3 separate regions of the Drosophila melanogaster genome follow, and regions 1 and 3 are each linked to region 2. Evidence: chromatin contacts called from public Hi-C data. All regions are on one chromosome and are shown on one strand. The core of a region is the stretch at or near the end of the contact, and the rest is flanking DNA. Distances in the headings are between cores, read along the strand shown. Region 1 overlaps Mob2 (Mob2,). Region 2 holds the start of lncRNA:CR45251 (long non-coding RNA:CR45251). Region 3 holds the start of CG42671.

What was found. A called contact is a pair of places that touch in the nucleus more often than the background predicts.
Region 1: a contact with region 2 is called in a Hi-C map of the Kc167 cell line, with 5 times the contacts expected there. A contact is called at or near these places in 3 of 107 Hi-C or Micro-C datasets (the D17-c3 cell line, the Kc167 cell line and embryo) and 2 of 7 datasets of targeted methods (the Kc167 cell line and the S2 cell line).
Region 3: a contact with region 2 is called in a Hi-C map of the Kc167 cell line, with 2.1 times the contacts expected there. A contact is called at or near these places in 4 of 107 Hi-C or Micro-C datasets (the Clone 8 cell line, the Kc167 cell line and the S2 cell line) and 1 of 7 datasets of targeted methods (the Kc167 cell line).

The regions. Positions count from the first base shown.
Region 1 is chr3L:11,528,487-11,531,186 of dm6, reverse strand. All of the region lies in intron 1 of Mob2 (Mob2,), which reads left to right. Among named protein-coding and RNA genes, the nearest start is that of Fuca, 7.1 kb to the right of the region's middle.
Region 2 is chr3L:11,348,418-11,351,117 of dm6, reverse strand. It overlaps lncRNA:CR45251 (long non-coding RNA:CR45251), which reads left to right and starts at 1,375. Exons shown (of 1, transcript NR_124887.1): 1 at 1,375-1,723.
Region 3 is chr3L:11,213,084-11,215,783 of dm6, reverse strand. It overlaps CG42671, which reads right to left and starts at 1,279. Exons shown (of 8, transcript NM_001259786.2): 1 at 1,210-1,279. It overlaps CG7600, which reads right to left. Exons shown (of 2, transcript NM_140196.4): 2 at 1,687-2,700. The coding sequence ends at 2,004.

The sequences.
Region 1 (2,700 bases), core at 112-2,611, 180 kb before region 2:
TAGTACAACGAGCCATTTGCTCGATTTCATCATCATTATAATCAGCATAAAGAGCTATGTATTTCGTTATAGAAATGTTAGAATAAACAGAATTTGTTATGCCTACCATATGTGTGTCATACGGATAGAAATTTTGCAAAAATCCTGTCATGCTGAAATACTTTAATGTTTACATTTAATTTACTAGTTTATCAAAGGGAAATACTCATGCATATATGTATTTGCTTTTGAAATAATCATTTCATCTTATTTATTTAAAATTTAAAACTGCTCCTACTAAAAATGATTGTAAATCAAACTCACGCTTTTGCTAAGCTAACTAAAAATGTATGCTTAGCTAAGTAAATGCAGAGATAACCAACTAAAACTCGACTGCTTTTTTGTGTACAATTTTCGAGTGACTAGCGATTTTTAACTATGATATGCATTATGCATATGTATGTGTATAAAAAGCAGCACCTCACTTCACCTACCTATTTACAATTAGTATCTGGGGTGCGATGGGGCAACAGCAAAAGGCTTTTAATTGATAGATCAATATCACGATGATTGGTTTTGTGCGTAGCATATGGCGAGCGAGGCCTATCGCAATATTTTTCGGGGTAAATGGCACACGAGAGCGATGTCGGGAAAGCCCGTGAGCTTATCTAAAATGATGGAGTTGGTGGGGGCTAAATGGACATGTGTGTTCAGGGCCACTCTAATGGGGGAGGGGTTGGGAGGTGGTTCTCATATGGCCCAATTCCTAGTCCCTTCGCTTTGCCACCTCCCTGGGGTGTTGGGTGTGTTTTGGGGCCATATGCTTCGAATCGAAACAATAAGAAATATAACATTAGGTCAGGTTCTCGACCATGTATTGAATTCCCTTGGCTCTGGTCGCCTTCTCTTCTCCTTTGGCTAATTGTTTTTTTTGGCCAGTTCTGAATGTTTCAAACTATATTCGCTTTATCTACGACACAAGGTCAAAGCCACAGCTAAACCCACCCACATTTTGGGCACTCTTTCGTGCCAATACGAAAATGATGAGTTGGAATTTCAATTTTATTTATCACCAATTTTTTATGCACCCATTTTGGCCATACCATCCATCCATTTCGATTTTTTGTGGCTTTTAGTTTTAGGTTTTCGCTCGACTCGTAGCGATGGCACACGAAATGCGATATAAAATCCAAACGTGCGAATATATTTGCGGCCTATTCTGCGATATAGAAGCGAGGTGTTTATGTGATAAAAGAAAAATAGAAGATATTATACGGGAAACCCCATAAAACACACATTTAATACGACTTGTATGTGACGTTTCCGAGGAACTTCTTGTGAAATTGCAAGAAACCGAAAGAAGTCGACTTATCGCGCCACACAACACGTCACTTCGATTGGCCCCAGTGTGTAAATTGAGTGTGTGGGTTAATGGTTTGTTTGCCAGTAGTTCCCATTCGATCGGAGGTGCAATAAAGTTGTCGCACGAATCGGTAATCGACTAAGAGCTTTTCCAAGTGAGAACGTGTTTTACAGTTCACCATCTTGAAAAAAATGTGTCAAGGCGACTGACGGACGAAGGTACCTAAACTCAGGTTGAGAACTGGAAAGGGAAAGTTTACAAATCGAATAAAGTAGGATTAAACTGGATTTTATAATACACGGATGTACAAATGTACAAATCTTCACGTTTAAGTTAGTTCTTTTATATATATATATATAGAGTCCTAGAAATTCCCACTTTCTTTATCAAAATACTTCTACTTCTTCTTCATTTCAACAACTTCTAAAAATGTTATAAAATGTAATCAACAAATGTAACAAATTTAAAGAACTATTTTCCAATATTATCCAAAGAAAGTCCATTTAGTTTGCAAATGAGTTGGCGTGAGTCAAGGATTTGATTTGCACTCGAAACCAGTGCTCTGTGTCCTTGATTACAGGGTACGACGCGCCTTGAGTTCCGCCCAATCTTAGTGTGCCATCTAGTGTGCCAGACTGCATCCGGCCATTTAAATTGGAACCGGAGCGCACAATCCATTCACGTCGACCTTTCGTCGCCTCTGACCTGACACGCAAATTTTGTGCGACAAGAGCGAAGGTGGTGTTGGTGGCGGCGTCACACAGATCGATGTGCGATGTGGAGGTCCTTGGCATTATTTGGCACTTGATGGAATAACTATTAGTTAGAGTGCCACCGCTAATGCTAATGCTAATGCCCCAATCCCACCGTATGCCACTCCAACTGCCACTTAAATGCGGGCGGGTGGATTTGCATTATCTGAATGAAAAAAAAAAAAAAAATAACTGAACGGGAAAGTCGCTTGTCTGGTGGTTACCTGTGCGCCACGCCTCGCCGCCTCCCAGCAAATAATGGGGAACAAAAGCGCACATTTGTCTGATATTCAAATGTACACACGATGACTATATACTTCAATGAATGTGTACATACATATTATATATGTACGTACGTACCTACATATGTGTTTGGATTTCGAGTTTTATCAGCACGCTTCGCCGATATCGTGCGGGCACAACGGGCGGCGTTGGGTGGGTGGCATAATTATAATCAGAACTAAGTTTATTTGTTTAAATGCCTAAAGAGACGCATTTGCCACCGTCTCTCCGGTCGACTGATAAATGTTTATTAAACTCGGTTATGCCCATGAGCACGGCCACGCACTTTTTTCGAGCTCTTTGCATAAATATAAACAATATGGA
Region 2 (2,700 bases), core at 126-2,625:
AATAAAACATTTGTTATTCTTGTGACATCACCATGCAAAGGGGGGCTCTTTTCAAAATAAACAAAACAGACAACGCCAGGGCTACCATCTGATTTGGCAGCCCTGGGAAACAGTAGCAACACTTTGAAGTAGTCTACATGCAAAGAATTTGTAATATTTTTTGAAAACCTTCAAGAAAACAGATGAACAAACATTATCGTTTCAAGCTTATTGCTATACACCACAATAGAAAATAACATTGAAAAAAGGCTGACAATAAAAAATAACATATAGATTTTGAATACTAGAATAACATCTTGAAACTATTTAACATTTTTTTAAATAAATTTAAATTTTAGTATAAGATCTTTTTTTTTTAATGTCAATATGAACCTTTATCTACTCTGCAAATACAAAATTCTAAGAAAATTTAACCATCACTTGAATTTTGGATTTAATTTAATTAATAATCTGATATTTATTAATCAGTGAAATTGACCCAAATATTTTTCGACTGCAAGGGAAGAAGTATACACAAACGATCGCTGGCGAGCGCTCCTTATCTTCGATATGTGTAGCCCCCAGCTTCAAAGACCCAGACCTCGGAGCCCATATACCATGTACATAGCATAGTAGTATACTATACTACAATATATGCATATTAGTATACCAACTCGGCTTGGAGCCCCTAGTCCCGACTCCCAAATAGGCGCAGCTGTGTGCTCGTGTTAGATAAGTCGTCTGCTTCTGGTGTGTGCGGGTATTAATATGCAAATTAGTTGGCGACCAGCGGAGCAACAAACACAACAAAAATATACATAAATAGCAATGGCAACAATAGCAACAATATGATGAGTGATTAAAAGTAATGTGCAGAGGCAAAGTCGAATAGCAAATGCGCCAAATGAGGATCGCACTCGTGCAGTTGACATAAAACTAAGGGGTATAGAAGGGTATATATGTAGAGCACTATTTTTAAATAGTCAGGTAGATAAACCACAACAAAACTTAAATAGATTTTTTATTTTATTTTGAAAAGCAGGGACAAAACAATGTGGTGCAATAAAATATGAAATATAATTGACATGTAATGTTTTTAACATATGTATATGTATGTATAATGGGTGTGTAACACAGCAAGTGCGCTATTGTTTATTTGTTCAAATAAACAAATATTTTCTTTATCACTCAACAGCTGAGATTCCCTTTGATATCCTAAACAATCGCCACTATTAGTGCGCCCCTCTCCTCACCCTCCATTCCATACCACTTCATCTCGCCCCATTTTTATTTCATAGAGACACATACATATCATGCGACGATCGAGTGGTCGCCACATGGGTCTCTCGCTTTGGATCTGGATCTGAATCTCGAATCTGGATCGGATCGTATCGCATCGCATCGCATGGGATCGGTTTGGGGCTCTGGCCCGTCCGCTCGTCTGTCATCCATTTGGCAAACTTCAACAGATTGTTGCGTCTCGTCTCGTTTCGTTTCGTTTCGTCAACAACAAAGCGGTTCGAAAACAATGGACGCCACTCATCGAGTGGGCTGGGGACTCTAAAAAATAAAGCCACGCTGAGCCAATAAAACTATGCTGCTATGACACTAAGCCATACATATCTACGGATTAAAATCATTACAAAATTTAAAATTCAATTATTAATTTTTGTGAGGTAATTAAGGTGGTTGCTGGATTGTATGTAATGGATAACAGCTTCTCAATAAATATATTTATATACATATATTATTTTTCAATGCCACAACGACTCAATTATTCTACTCAGCCCGTGCTAGTGGCTAATAAATTGTTGTTAATATATTTTTTTTTTTTTCATTTAAATTTCTACAAGTTCGTTCGTGTCACGCTGGCAAATCTGACTGATTGCGGGTCTCTCTTCTACTACGCCGCATTCGATGGCGATTGTGGGCCCTGCGTAGGAGGTGTTTGGCGCGTGTGTCGGCATATTGAATAGGTCGACCCCCAGCTTTGGCAAGACAACAAAAAGCGCGATCTATCACCACACCCACCCCCCTCCCCTTTTAGGGGCTCAGCACCCGCGAACGGTGGGGCGTGACAAATTTCCAGCGTTGCCTTTTCGTGTTTTGTTTATAATTTTATCTAATATGCACGGAGCACTTTGGGCTGTCATATGCCCCAATCGACGGATGGATCTACGTTGGCCCCACGAACCGAACCTCTCGAGTCCCCGAGTTTCCCTATCGGTCACCTCTTTTGTTTGTAAACAAAGCGAGCTGATGCCACTTGAATTTGAAATTCATTGGATCGATTTGTGCGACGATTTTGAAATCGCTTTCGAAATTGCTTCGACATTTTCCCAGCTGCGACAGCTGATTTTCTTCCTGGATTGAATGAATTTATGATTATGACAGAGAATGATTTCGAAAATAGAGATTTTTTTGCAATAAGGAAGATTTATATGTTTATGTTATATATAACCGTATGGAAACCTAAAACAAACCATTTTTTTTTTCTGTGCCTACGACCCTCATAGAGGTAATTGAACATCATTAGGCATATAGTAAAGCACACTTAATATGATAAATATGTGTGATTTGCTTCATTTGCATTTTGTGTTTGCTTCTAATTAGATATATTACTATATCTTTTCATCTATATATGTATGTATATATATTTTTTTGAATTTGAATGTGGCTCGCTGAGCTGCGGAGGCCATACAGTTTGGCGCCCGACTCGAT
Region 3 (2,700 bases), core at 30-2,529, 140 kb after region 2:
AGGTGTGCGTTGTTAGCCTGGCCAAAACCAACAGTGACGTTACGGGCGTGAGAGAGAGAGAGAGAGAGAGAGAGAGAGAGAGAGGGCAGTGTTGACCACCGTTGGCAACACTTTTAGCGAATAAATAGCTAAGGTTTAACTTTTTAATAAATCCTTTGCTGGCAAAATAAAAATAAACATACTTTTTAAACACAAAACTAGCATATAGTTTTATTTTAATTTCTTCCGCTGACCAATGCTACTTTTCTAAAGTTATTACAATAATAATTTTAAAATTTGCAAAAAGCTTCTTTTATGAGTTGCCAGATTTGGCTTGGAAATAGCTTAGTTTGCAGCACTGTAACAAAGTGTTTGCCTCCATGGAGAGTAAGCAAACAGCTGGGAGTTGCCAGAGCAATTCAGGGTTGTCGCGTTAGCTTTATTAACCAAACTTTTCCTCCAAGCAACAAATAAAATAATTGTCTACTTAAAAATAAATACAGCTGTCTGTCTAAGGTTAACACAACGCACGAGATATTTTTGGGGTATTAATGAACCGAAGACAATGAAAAGAAAAGGTGGCAGCCCTCCCCTTAGTTATTTTTCGCTCGCTCTCTCTCTTCGACTGTCTGCTCTCCGCATTGATTGTTTTGGCCTGGCCAGAAGCTAATTAACCCGTTGAATAACACAGAGCAGAACACAAAACACAATGGCATAATTCGCCGAATGAAGCGCTTTCTGCAGATTCACGCTTCACTGGCCACAAATATCCGCAGGCAGTGCACTCGACAGGTGGCCTTCAATGGGCGACGCTGACGCTATTTTTAATTTGAACACTTGCGATCACTCTCGCTTTTCGCGCGAACAGGTGTATTCATACAAATTCCATAAGAAATTCACATTAATAGACTAAAATTCGCATTAAAATTAAGTATTTAGGCAGTAAAATTGTCAAATGGTCGAAACAATAACAATTGCCGCGCAAAATGATAACAAGAGAGAGAGACAGAGAGAGAGCAAGAATGCGCGTGTCTCTCACTTTTTGTATTGGCATTTACTCCACCAATTTTTTTTTTTTTTGTATTCTCTTCCCTGAATTTGTGCACTTGTTTCGCTTTTGCATTTCCTAGCATATTTTTCACATTTCACTAATTCTATTGCATTATTCTCTGCTCTACGAGCTGCTTTTTGGATTCACACAAGAATTTGGTTTTAAAGTGTATTATTTACTTGCTGGATGAAGCAAAAAAAAGCGCCCTGGAATTGCAAACTTTTTCGTTTGTTGTGCCAATCAGACTGAGTGTGACCGTGCCTTAGAAACAGAATAAAAACTATCAATGTTAAGCTAGGGCTGGCAACATTTAACGGCATTTCGAGTTTTAAAATTTATATTTGTAAACATTTATCATATTTACTCAATAAGCATAATAAACCGGAAATTAAAAAAAAATTACCTAACCATAAAATTGTTGATAATAGAATATAATTATCTATCCCAATTTATTTTCTAAAAATTATTTAAATAATCAACAACCCAAATAATTATTTACATATTCAATTATCAAAGAATAAATAAGTTATCAGTAAAATATATCAAAGTTTATCATGACCGTGCCCTTCTTTTGATAATTTTTTAATTAATAGATAATCAATAGATAAGATCAATAGATAAGATCTCTACTGATATTAACAAGCAATAGTAGAAATAAGTGTTAAAATTGCATTTATTCAGACATACATTAATATGTGTATATGGTTGGAGGGCACAAAGCCAATCTTTATCTTTCTGTCTCCCCTGGGAGCTTACAAAACTAATAAAAAACGAACGCAAACTTTCAGACTGCGATGCTGACTTACTTGGCTGATGGTTGGTTAGCTTATGTGAATGCGGTAGCGGATATATATACGTATATATAAATATAATTCTGTTTGCCATTAAATCGGTCCGCCAACTGTACACAAACTGATAAGTAACTGGGAAAGTAAACGGAATACTTGGGGAATGCATTGGAGGAGTACGCTGCTCAACGACCATTCCAATGGCACACGTGTCCATTCTCGAATGCCAGGTTGATTCTGGGATGGGGAAGTGGCCGTGCTGCCTGCACCGACTGCCTGGCCGGATCGTCCTCGAAGTACAAGCACTGCTGCACGAAATCCAGAAAGAGAACTTGTGCCTGGCTGGCTGCCGCAGGCAATGCTTCCAAATTAGCATCGCTACAGAGTCCCTGGACAAGTTGCTCGCAAATTCTCGTATTGGTATCGACATCGAATAGTGGTACGCCAAAATTGACGTCCAGCAGGGTCCACTCCTCAGTGGCGTCCTCCTCCTGCACCACCGACGGCGAAATCTCCTCGATCTCCACCGAACTCTGCGACACTAGATCCGCACGACTGCTGCATTTGGCCAGTTCACTGGCCAGCACTTGGCTGCAATCCGGAGCAGTGAACTCATTCGCAGGACCATGTTCCGGCGTGGCCGCAAAGTGGTTTTCATCTGGGCTTTTCAATTGAAAGCTTGTCACCTCGTTCGTTGGCACATGGTTGGGTTTGCTGGGCGCCGCAATTGAAGTTCGTTTTTGACGCTGCGCCGGCTTCAGTCGCACCTGCAGTTCGTAGTCCTCGCAACCGAGATCCGGCACTCCAGTGTTCAGGAATGTTATGTAGCCGCACTGCTGACGCAGGTCCAAAAGGCTGGACAGTTTGTGTACGGCCCGATGG